4 separate regions of the Mus musculus genome follow, and regions 1, 3 and 4 are each linked to region 2. Evidence: chromatin contacts called from public Micro-C and promoter capture Hi-C data. All regions are on one chromosome and are shown on one strand. The core of a region is the stretch at or near the end of the contact, and the rest is flanking DNA. Distances in the headings are between cores, read along the strand shown.

Region 1 (2,800 bases), core at 18-2,517, 1.9 Mb before region 2:
ACCAGCTTCACTTTAGCCAGCTCAGGCAGGGAAGGCTCAGCTAGGAAGATCCTGCCCAGTATAAGGGCTGATGGTGTAGGGGTTGAATACCCAGTGGTGCAATAGTCCCTGGGACCTCCACTGTGGCTTTGTGTCACAGTGATCAGGGGACAGGAGAGGCCAGAGCAGGGAACTGCTCTGTCCAGGCCTGGCGTGCAGTGGTTTCCTGCTTTACTAAGTGGCCGTTGCTCTGTACTGATGATTCATGATGTTTGGAAAGTGTGGCTGTGCGCTGAACAGGGAAGTGAAGAATAACACAGCCAAGGTCAAGGCAGGACAAGACAGGACAGCGCCATTACCAGCCATGCACTGTGTGGAAGATACAGAGGGTGAGGGCAGTAGTAAATCGAGGTCTGGTGGTCCTTGGCAGAGTGAGCCTGTGCTCCCCCTTGCAGGTTTGCAAGTAGTGGTCACCTGTCTGTCGCTGGAAGCCAGTGCTGGTCTTGGCTGAGCTGGGCAAAAGGAGGAAGTGGAGGGTGAGTGAGTCAGCCTTTGTTTCCTCTCTGAGTCAGGGTCGGCTCCATTTCTGAGGTTGGAGCCAGGGGGCACTGTGTGGCTTTCTGTGGATTCTTTGAACTTGTAGTCAACACTGATGATCTGCCCCTTAAGGCCGCTGCCCCTTCAGTGACCTTTTAGATGAGTAAGGGGATTAAGCTGGATCCTGCAGCCCTACCACTAGCCAGACTCCCCTTTGACTCAACTGGAGCTCTTCCTGTGGTCAACGGACAGAGTCCAGGGATAGGTTTCTGGGGCTGTGCCCAGATCAGGGCATCCTTATGCCAGGAGTCAGCTCTGAAGGGGCAGCTGGGTTTGAGAGTCTCTTCTGGTGATGGGTAGTGAGGTCATCTCCCTGGGCTTCAGTCAATCCTTAGGTTGGTGATGCAGTACTAGGAAGACGAACACATGGTTAGGATGGTCATACCAGGAATTTCCACGGACAGTGCAGAGCTGACTGTGGCGGGTCAGGTACAACCTGTTCTAAGAGCATTCCTTGTGCTCAGAGATGAGATTACTCACCCAATGGAGACTTGGGACTCCTTTACAGAACACTTCTATGTCCCTGGGCCTTGGCGCCTACCCATCATCGCCTTAGATGGTTAGCGCTCTGACCTTCCAGCACATTCTTCTTATTTTTTCTTGCACATTGCATGACCAGGCAGATGGTCGGTTGGTCCTGCTCAGCCTAGCAATGTTGGTGGGGCTATGTAGCTGCAAGTAAGAATGCTGTGAGTTGAGGCAGTTGGAGCTTCTGGTACAGCGATAGGCAGGCCAGGGGCTCCCCTTGCTCTCACGCCAGCTTCCTCTGAACTCTGATTCCAATCGCTTGTCTTTGAGAAACTTCCTCTACCTCGGTAGACAACGTAAAAGATGGTGGCTTTCGATACTACGCACGGCCTCACTAGGGAGTGACTGAAAGTTCAAAGTCCCAGACATGGCCTTGGTGGCCTTTGCTAGGGCCAGGTAAATGTCAGTGGTTCCTCCATGGTGGTGGTATGGGGAGTGTTGATCTAATAACTGCTCACATCTGGGCTGTGTGATGAGCAGGTCCTTGCCTAAGACAGACAATGAGGCTCTTCCTGAGTCCCAGCATGAAGATGCAGCCTTTCTGCCCCTGCTCACCTTACCCAGAGCCTAGCAGCGAGGAGTAGGGCCCCATGGCGGGTTCATCTGTCCTTTAAGCTGTTATTTCCTGGGAGGATGTGGTGGTGGGTGAAGGTCTCCTTCTGGAGATACAAGCTTCAGGTAAAAAGCTGTGTGATTTTTTTTTTTTTTTTTTTTTTTTGAGCAGAATTCCTTGGAGAGTGCTCTTTGCAACCAAACGGAAGAACAAAAGGACAATTCTCAGAAGCACACCAAAAACGAAACCAAATAAAAACCCCATAAAAAATCCCTATGGGGTAAAGGAAATACCAGTCTGATGCCTTTTGTGTCTTGTGTTGGGTCATAAAGGGCAGGCTCTCTAAGAGGTGGTGTCAACAGTGGCAATGTGGCAATGTTTGGACTCCAGAGAGAATGCTCTGGAAAACAATAGAAGGTGACACCCACGTGTCTATGTGACTGGCAGCCATCAGGGACAGCCTCATGGCCAGGGCATGTATGGAGCCTGGGAGAGGCACTGGGCAGGAAGGAGCTCAAAGTTTGCACATGGTCACCGAGAGCTGGCAACTGGGCTTGTCCCTTCTGGGCATGACTGATGTCAGAGGATCTCTGACCTCCACTTAGTCACTAGATACCAGTCTGGAACTCTCTTTGAAGATGAAGTAAACACTCACAGTGCTGATAATAACAGCTGGGTGATGTCACACGGTTATCTGTAGCTTGAAGAGCTGCACCTGGGTGCTGGAGTGACTGACAGGCATCAGACTTTCTGTTCCCTCATGGGCCTTCTGCACGAGGGGCCACAGTTTGGGGGCGTGGTTCAGAGGCTGCTTCAAGGATGGAGCTGAGGATGCGGTGACTTTCACTCTTGTTTCAGGAGGTGACAACATGCCAGGGATGGAGCTGTGCTGTCAACCACAGCAGCTGCGTGTGGCCTGTGGCTGGCAGCTCGGCCTACATGGGTACCTGCCATGAGGCTTGTGGGAGATTTCGGTTCTGCTCTGTGGCTTTGAGCAGCAGGGAAGCCATGGTGTGTGTGTGTGTGTGTGTGTGTCTTTATTGGGGTATGTGAACAAGAGCTCACATAGCTCAGGCTGGCCTCAAACACACTAAGTAGCCAAGGCTGGCTGACCTTCAGCTCAGTGCTGAGATCACAAGTGTG
Region 2 (2,700 bases), core at 67-2,566:
ACAGCAATTTTAAATTCTCGGCTGTCTGTCCCAATGGCTACACTCAAGTATACGACCGTGTGTGTACATTATGACAAATGTTTGCACCTAGGGAGGTCCTTCTGTTTTGGAGGCTGTATGACCATGTCGAACTCCGTAGCCCTGGCTGTCCCAGAACCCACCACATAGAGCAGGTTGGTCCTCAACCTGTACAGCTCTTGCTTCCCTCTCTGCAGCTCCAAATATACCCGTCATTCTCCTTGCCCCGGCCCCACTAGTTACTTACTACAAATCACACGTGGAACCGACAGTCTCTGGTTTGTTTCTCTGAGCTGTGTGTGCAAGTGCGTTTGATCCTGGAACTCACTTTGTAGCCCAGGCTGGCCCCAATCTCACAATGATCTTCCTGCCTCTGAGTGCCAGCATTAAAGCCGTTTACCACCGTGCCAAGCTCTATGAGGTTTGAAGGTTTCATAAAAACAAAGAAACAGCAACTAGTGTGTTCGTCTCAATTTACAACACTGAAATCAAACAAAATGCAGATAACTGAGTTGGCAAAGAGGGCTCACGCTAATCACCTTACCACTGACCAGAAGAGGTAGGAGAATCTACTTCCGAGGACTACCGGGCTGCGTCTCAAGACAACAAAGAAAGCCCGTAATAATCCTCATAATTCTGCAGACACTATTGGCAGATTCTAATGTGAGACTTTAACTCCCTGTGCAGCTTCGTTCACGGACTATGCTCTTGAGAGCTTCAGGCCTGAATGCGGATCTGGAACCGAGCCCTGATTACCTTACTTAACCCAGAGGTCTCGAACCGGAACCGGGAGAAATCTCAAGAGTTTAAGGACCGCAGAAAAGCAAAAACAAAGCAAAGCCAGAACCAGGCCCGGCGACTGCAGGAGCCGGTCCCGGAGCAGGCTGCCCGGGGGGCCTTTGTTGTGCCCTCCGCGGCCTCCGGGGAGCAGCAGACCGGGAGCGCGCAGCGGCCGTCCCGGAGCTTGGAGCGGCCCAGCGGCCGTCTGAGCTTCCGTTTCCTCCTCCGCGGGACCGAGGTGGCCGAGGCAGCCCCGGAGCGCTGCCGGCGGGCCCGGACAGGCAGGTGGAGCTGCGCGCGCGCAGGCCGGCGACGCGCGCCCCGGGCGGAGCCGCGAGGAGGAGGGGAGGGCGGAGGAAGCGGCGCGCCCGCCCGCTAGGCCCGGCCCGCCGCGTGCGCGCGGCCCCCGCCCTCTCCGCCCGCGCGCCGGGTCGCCGGGGCCGTGGTGTACGTGCAGCGCGCGCGGAGCGAGTGGCGCCCGCAGGCCCGCGCCCTGCCCGCCCGCCCCGACGCAGCCGGCTGGGCCCGCCCGCCCAGGGCGCTGTGCGCCGCGCAGGCCGCGCTCTCTCCGGCGCGATGCGGCGCTAGGCGGCCCCGGGCAAGGCAGGCGAGGCCAGGGCGCGCGCGGCCTCCCGCAGCGGGCGGCGGCCCCGGGCGGGCGCCCCGACGGCCCCGCCGCCGCCCCGCTCCCGGCCCGCGGCCCGCCCTGCCGCGGCCATGGCCAGTGACAGCGGCGGGCCCGGCGTGCTGAGCGCCAGCGAGCGCGACCGGCAGTACTGCGAGCTGTGCGGGAAGATGGAGAACCTGCTGCGCTGCGGCCGCTGCCGCAGCTCCTTCTACTGCTGCAAAGAGCACCAGCGCCAGGACTGGAAGAAGCACAAGCTGGTGTGCCAGGGCGGCGAGGCCCCCCGCGCGCAGCCCGCGCCGGCGCAGCCCCGCGTCGCGCCCCCGCCCGGTGGGGCCCCCGGAGCCGCGCGCGCCGGCGGGGCGGCCCGGCGCGGGGACAGCGCGGCGGCCTCGCGCGTACCGGGCCCGGAGGACGCGGCGCAGGCCCGGAGCGGCCCCGGCCCAGCAGAGCCCGGCTCCGAGGATCCTCCGCTTAGCCGGTCTCCGGGCCCCGAGCGCGCCAGCCTGTGCCCAGCGGGTGGCGGCCCCGGGGAGGCGCTGAGTCCCGGTGGAGGGCTGCGGCCCAACGGGCAGACCAAGCCGTTGCCCGCGTTGAAGCTGGCTCTGGAGTACATCGTGCCGTGCATGAACAAGCACGGCATCTGCGTGGTGGACGACTTCCTGGGCAGGGAGACCGGGCAGCAGATCGGCGATGAGGTGCGCGCCCTGCACGACACCGGCAAGTTCACGGACGGGCAGCTGGTCAGCCAGAAGAGTGACTCTTCCAAGGACATCCGGGGGGACCAGATCACCTGGATCGAGGGCAAAGAGCCCGGCTGCGAAACCATCGGCCTGCTCATGAGCAGCATGGACGACCTGATCCGCCACTGCAGCGGGAAGCTGGGCAACTACAGGATAAACGGCCGAACGAAAGTAAGTGGCTGGGGCTCTTGCGACCGGAGGAGGGTCTGTGAGGACCACCCCCCGCCCCCGCAGACCCGGGGCCCGGCGCTCTGTCTTAGCGTGGCTCCTTTTGTCCTTGTACTGTCTGCCACAGTGCACAGTGCAGAGCCTGCCGGAGCCCTGGTCACTCGTGGGGGTCGTTGGGGTACCAGCTACACCGGGTCTGGGTGATGCATCTTATCTTGCCTGTGTGCCTGAGCTAGTTAAAAGCCCCGCGGTTTTTAGCGCGCACCCGGCTCTGATTGAGAGCCAGACACTGTGTTTAGCTAGGACTCTGTCAGCTGCCCCCAGAAAGGTTCATTTAAAAGCCTGTGGTCGGAAAACTCCCTGTAT
Region 3 (2,731 bases), core at 190-2,689, 1.0 Mb before region 2:
TGACGAAACCTGGCCTCTCTCCATCTAGTCTAACTGCTATGCCCCTGGGCATGTATGTTCAGCTGGATTTCTAAGCCTCTTGAAGACGTTGAAGCCTCAAAGTAGAAGAGAAGCTCAACGCACCTAAAGTTGAAGTAACCGCTGATTCAGGAAGCCCCACCATGTGGGGCCCAGGTCAAGTGACTCCCTTCCCTTCTCCCACCCTTCCTCCTACTCTGAAACCCCCATAGGCCTGCCTGCTTAGAGGTCACCTGCAGAGAGCAGAGTGATGTCACCACTGTCCCCAAAACAGATCCAAAGAAGCTGTAATAGGTCTACAGTAGGGAAGGGAGTCACAGTCATGAAGGTGACCCATCCAAGGGTCATTGCTAGGTTTCTCGGCCTGGGGTCTCTGGGATGGGGCCAGAAGGAGGCGAACGCTCTTAAGCACAGGATACTCTCCTCATCTCCTGGTCTTGCTGCTCAGTTGCCAGGACAGAAATGTCGGGGACCTACCCTCCCATCAGCTCCTACCTGCTCCTCACAAGGACGGAGAAGTGAATGAGACCCCTGCAGCCTCAAGGTCCAGAGTGTTTGAGACCATTCCCAAAGAGTAACAGCTGCAGTACCCATATCGTGCTCCGGGGTCACCTCACTGGCTGCCGCCACTGCGAGCCACCGCAGGATGCGCCCAGCGGAGGCCTGGGGACGCCGGGGTTTGGGGTAAGGTGGCAGCAGCGGCCCTACCTGTGGTGGAGAGCACGGTGCTGGCGAAGAAGAGCGCCGAGGTGAAGTCCCAATTCCAATTTCCCGAGGCGTTGCTGAGCACCGACACTCCATAATTGCTGGCCTCCAGCACGCGGCCCAGGAACTGCTCCAGCTGCGGCTCCGACAGGCACTCGTGCTCCTCCAGGAAGCGCCGCTTCAGCTTGCGCAGCTCCTGGCGCAGCAGGTCCTCATAAGGCAGCTCCACGGACGAGAAGACCACGGCGCCGAACACCAGGTAGAGCAGGTAGCCCAGCACCAGGAAGCCGAAGCACCAGGCCGAACGGTGCCGCTCCACCAGGCGCACGCACGAGCTGCCGGCCAGGGACTGCAGCATCTTCCCGGCGCCCGCGCTCCGCGCCTCCCGCCGCCGCTCCCTTTCCTGGTTTCGTGCAAATACAAGAGGCCAGATGATGTGGCGGTGACGTGGTGGCCGGCTCAGGTAGCGGGAGTTGGTCGGGCGGAGCGCTCTCACCCACTTGGCGGGAGCTGCTGGCTGCCCGCGCCCCCTACCTGGCTTCCGAAACCGGAAAGTGCAGGTTTGGTGGCGCCAGACCCTGGCCAGGCCACCCGGAGGCTGCCTGGCTCCCTCTTCCCTTCCCCAGTGCAGTCAGCAGGCCTGAGCTGAGAGAGAGAGAGAGAGAGAGAGAGAGAGAGAGAGTGTGCGCGCGCGCGCGCGCGCCACCGTAACCCCCGTCCTAGCTACTTTTGTCCCCCCAGGCATTCCTCCTGATTAAAGCTACTATAGCCAAATACCAAGGGTACAGATAGATCCTGTCTTCCTCTGTCTTGTTGACTGGACAGCTAAGCCATTTGCTGCCCAGACTATTGAAAATACAATGAACCTCTTTCTAAAAAGCTACTTGAATCCTCTCCTGACCCCATCCTCCACCTGGAACAGGAAAACACAGCTTCTGGATTTTAGCCTAAACAATACCCCAAACTTTAAGGACTTCGTGGTCAGGAGACAGAAATGGAAATGTGCGCTAGGGCACGGAGGAACTGATGGTGGATGAGGTTGGGTTCTACATTTCTGCATAGACATGTGCAGCCGTGTGCTTCTAGAGTCTAGCTGTGTGCTTCTAGGGGTGGGGGTGGAGGACCTGACTCTGTGACACTTCCTAGAGAAGGATGACAGTCACATACATAAGACTCAGCATAGCTGTATCCTGTCTTATATATCGTGCCATACATCATACCTATTGTCTTAGGTTTTTATTGCTGTGAAGAGACGCCATGACCACAGCCGTTCTCATAAAGGAAAATATTTACCTGGGTCTGGTTTACGGTTTTAGAGGTTTAGTCTATAATTATCATGACTGGGAACATGGTGGCACACAGGCAGACATGATACTGGAGAAAGAGCGGAGTGTTCTACATCTGGATTGGCAAACAGGAGAGAGAGAGAGAGAGAGAGAGAGAGAGAGAGAAAGAATAAAACTGGGTCAGCGTGAGCATTTAAAACCTCAAAGCTCAATCCCCTGCGACACACTTCCTCCAACAAGGCTACACCTCCTAATAGCGCCACTCCCTATGAGCCTGTGGGGGCCATTTTCATTCAAACCACCACTCCACACACAGAGGTGTATTTTTGTCATTACATGCACATGGAGTCAAGAGTCAGGGACATTCTAAAGGCTCCTAACTAGGGGAATGGGAGCAGGAAAGATGACGTAGTGGTAAAGTACTTGGGTACCCAGACTTGTGGTCAGACACTCAGGACTCGAATTAAAAAAAAAAATGTTGAAGCATCATCATCATCATCATAGCATTATCATTATTATCAATGTCTCCAATGAACTCCGGGAATGGACTCCGGTTGCCGGGACCGTGGTTAGCACCTGGACTGCTGAACCGTTCCCCAGCCAAGATGACATCTGATCTTTAAAGATGAATTTGAAGACTATGCAGACGTAAGCACAGCTGTCTGGAATCTCAAATATGCGAACCGTTTATGCTGTACCCTGTAACAGAACTGTGTCTGCAA
Region 4 (2,700 bases), core at 79-2,578, 1.5 Mb before region 2:
CCTGGTGCCCCTGGCGGAGAGTGTGGTGAAGCTCACCGCTGTGTGCATGGAGTGCTTCCGAGAAGCTGCCTACACGAAGAGGCTGGGTCTGGAGAAAGAGGTGGAGGTGATTGGCGGAGCCGACAAGTATCACTCCGTGTGCCGCCTGTGCTACTTTAAGAAGTCTTCAGCCCAGGCTGCTGGGTCAGACAACAAAGAGAACTGTCTGGTGCTGGGGCAGCCGGGAGAGGCCTTGGCTGTCAAGAAGCTCTTTGCCTCTCAGCAAGTCCTACAATACAACTCTGCCAACTGAGGGGACCTGGGGCCTGCCAGCTCCTACCCAGGTTGGACTCTCAGAGAGCAGGGGGAGCGCGGGCCTATCATTCCTAATGGACACTGTGCCTTGAACGGGCTCATCCATCGTCCACTCGCTGAAGCCGTTTTCAGTTCCCTTCTTGATTGCCAAGATGCCTCAATGCAGGCTGGAGCCCAGACCCTGCCTGGTGGCTAGGGGTCCCGCGTTCAGCCAAAGGTGAGGACAGAGCTGTCCACCATTGTGACACTGGTGGGGCTAGTTTCTTCCTTGTTGGTGGCTGGGTTTCAGTCTCAGAGCCCCACCCTCACCAAGGCTCCAGGCCTCTCACAGCTCCCCCATTTATGCCTAAACATTCTCTCCTCAGAACCCCAGCTCTTAGTGAGCCACTTTTCTTGTGCAAAGTGAACAATATTAAAGTTTACTACTAATGAAAAAAAAAAAAGAGTCAGGCTCTCTCACTGGACCTGGAACTGATCTCAGCCATACTGGCTCATCAGCGACTCGGGGGAGTCGGGGAGGGGGGGGGCGGCGGGGAGATGTGTCTCCACCACGCAGGATGGTAGTTACCTCTCCATGGGATCCTAACTCAGATGTTCATGCTTTCATAACATGCCCTTTTCCTACTGACCAATCTTCTCAGCTCTCATAACTTATTTTCAAAACATAAATCCAGATTTCATTTGTGATCCATTGTTTTAGAGACTTTGTGGTAACTCTTAACATGCACCCTTTTAAAAAGCAGCCATCTGGGGGGATTGCAGGATATCTATGTGAATTTAGGGCCAGCTAGAAAATTTAGGCCCTAGGCCTATTTCCAATCGGGAACTTCGGAACTGGTGTAATACTATGTCTGCAGCAACTCTTTTTACTAAAAACTGTGAGTGGCAGGAGGCATCACACTCCCAACAAAGTTGAAGGAACCTTATGCGGTCCTATGCCGGGCAGGGTATGTGTGGGTGGGAACCTCTCGCCGCGCACGCGCACTCGCGCTTAGGGTGGCCGGCGCACGCGCACAGGTCTACTCCCCGCGAAATGGAGCGGGTGTTGGCGGACGCGCTTCTAACGCAGAGTCGGGAGCCCGGCGAGTTGCTGGGCGCGCTGTGCGGCGGGGAGGCGAGTGCGGAGCGGGCGGAGACCCTGCGCCTGGTGCTGCAGCGGCTGGAGGAGCGCGGCGCGGGCGCCGGCGCGCTGGCCAAGGCGGCACACGAGGTGGCCAGGGACCACCTGGTGCCCTTACTGCACGCGTCCCAGGGCGGAGGGCCTGCGAGGCCCCGCGTGCTCCGAGCGGCGAGTGCGGCGCTGCGCTCGTGCGCGCGCCTGGCAGGACCGGAGCTGGCAGTCACTCTGGCCGAAGAAGCGCTGCGCGAGCTGCCGAGCGCGCCAGCCGTGGAGCTGCTGGCCGCCGTGGCGCCGTGTTTACGCGCGCCGGAGGATGCCCCGCTGCTGCGTCGCCTGGGGCGCGCGTCTGTGGAGCTGGCGCTGGCCGGGGACGCGCCGCCGGCCGTGGGAGCGCGCCTGCTGCCCGCGCTGGCACAGAGCGCAGAACCGGCTCTGCGTGCGGCGTGGGACGCGCTGAGCTCCGCGGGACCGGGAGCTGAGGGCAGCACTGGGCCAGAACTGCTGGTGCTGAGCGCACTGGCCGAGAAGCTGCTGACCAACCATGAGCGCCACGGGGATCTCGACGCCCGTCTCTGCGGCCGCTTCTGGAGAACCGTCCAGGCGGGGCTGGGCCGCGCGCAGGACGGGCTCACGCGAAAGCGCGCGCGCTACCTGCTGCAGAGGGCTGTACAGGTGTCTGCAGAGCTGGCGGTGGACTGCTCCTGCAGCCCCCAGGACACAAAAGGTACCCACTTGTCTCTCTAAAAAACAAAATTGTGTGTGTGTGTGTGTGTGTGTGTGTGTGTGCGCGCGCGCGCGCGTGCCTGTGTAAGTTTATGTGCATCACGTGCGTATGCTTGGGAGGGCATCAAATCCCCTTGAGCTGGAGTTAAAGGCAATTGTGAACTACCTGATGTGTGTGTTGGGAGTCAAACTCCAGTCCTCTAGAAGAACATCAAGTGCTCTTAACCCCTGAACCATCTCTCCAGACTGGCACCTACTTATCTCTTTGCCCCAGCCACACTCTGCTACCTCAAACCAGCCTTCAAGGGGCGTCCACCTCATCCTGAGCGGATTTGACACTTGCATGTGGTACCCTACACCGGCCTCCTCCTGCACTTTGGGAAAAGTGGACCCAGTGAAGGTTAAGATATCGCACACGCGGTAGCATGCTCTGTGTAAAACCAAGCCTGCTCCACGCCTTTACATCCTGATAGAAAAAAAGTTGACATCCGTATCAAACTGAAAGAAGGGTGCTGTGTAACCCAAGTTAATGTTTGAAACTCGAGGTACGGAATCAAATATTA

What was found. Promoter capture Hi-C pulls out the DNA fragments that hold promoters and counts their contacts. Hi-C and Micro-C count contacts between places; a contact is called where the count stands out from the background.
Region 1: a promoter capture Hi-C map of pre-B cells shows a contact between it and region 2, with 6 times the contacts expected there. The contact joins the promoter of A630001O12Rik here to the promoter of Egln1 in region 2. A contact is called at or near these places in 1 of 39 promoter capture datasets (pre-B cells), 1 of 484 Hi-C or Micro-C datasets (B cells) and 1 of 115 datasets of contacts at active chromatin or transcription factors (pancreatic cancer cells).
Region 3: a contact with region 2 is called in a Micro-C map of embryonic stem cells, with 2.1 times the contacts expected there. The contact joins the promoter of Kcnk1 here to the promoter of Egln1 in region 2. A contact is called at or near these places in 1 of 39 promoter capture datasets (stem cell-derived epiblast-like cells), 1 of 484 Hi-C or Micro-C datasets (embryonic stem cells) and 1 of 115 datasets of contacts at active chromatin or transcription factors (embryonic stem cells).
Region 4: a contact with region 2 is called in a Micro-C map of embryonic stem cells, with 13 times the contacts expected there. The contact joins the promoter of Tarbp1 here to the promoter of Egln1 in region 2. A contact is called at or near these places in 3 of 39 promoter capture datasets (the C10 cell line and liver), 2 of 484 Hi-C or Micro-C datasets (both in embryonic stem cells) and 1 of 115 datasets of contacts at active chromatin or transcription factors (pancreatic cancer cells).

The regions. Positions count from the first base shown.
Region 1 is chr8:126,847,487-126,850,286 of GRCm38.p6, reverse strand. A630001O12Rik (RIKEN cDNA A630001O12 gene) reads right to left here and starts at 1,267. Exons shown (of 2, transcript NR_151740.1): 1 at 1,057-1,267; 2 at 1-926. All of the region lies in intron 1 of Gm31718 (a long non-coding RNA gene), which reads left to right.
Region 2 is chr8:124,947,870-124,950,569 of GRCm38.p6, reverse strand. Egln1 (egl-9 family hypoxia-inducible factor 1) reads left to right here and starts at 1,316. Exons shown (of 5, transcript NM_053207.2): 1 at 1,316-2,337. The coding sequence starts at 1,516. It overlaps Gm46060 (a long non-coding RNA gene), which reads left to right and starts at 2,345. Exons shown (of 2, transcript XR_001778719.2): 1 at 2,345-2,700.
Region 3 is chr8:125,993,810-125,996,540 of GRCm38.p6, reverse strand. It overlaps Kcnk1 (potassium channel, subfamily K, member 1), which reads right to left and starts at 1,439. Exons shown (of 3, transcript NM_008430.2): 1 at 727-1,439. The coding sequence starts at 1,081.
Region 4 is chr8:126,473,693-126,476,392 of GRCm38.p6, reverse strand. It overlaps Tarbp1 (TAR RNA binding protein 1), which reads left to right and starts at 1,328. Exons shown (of 30, transcript NM_001159907.1): 1 at 1,328-2,138. The coding sequence starts at 1,328. It also overlaps the pseudogene Gm6091.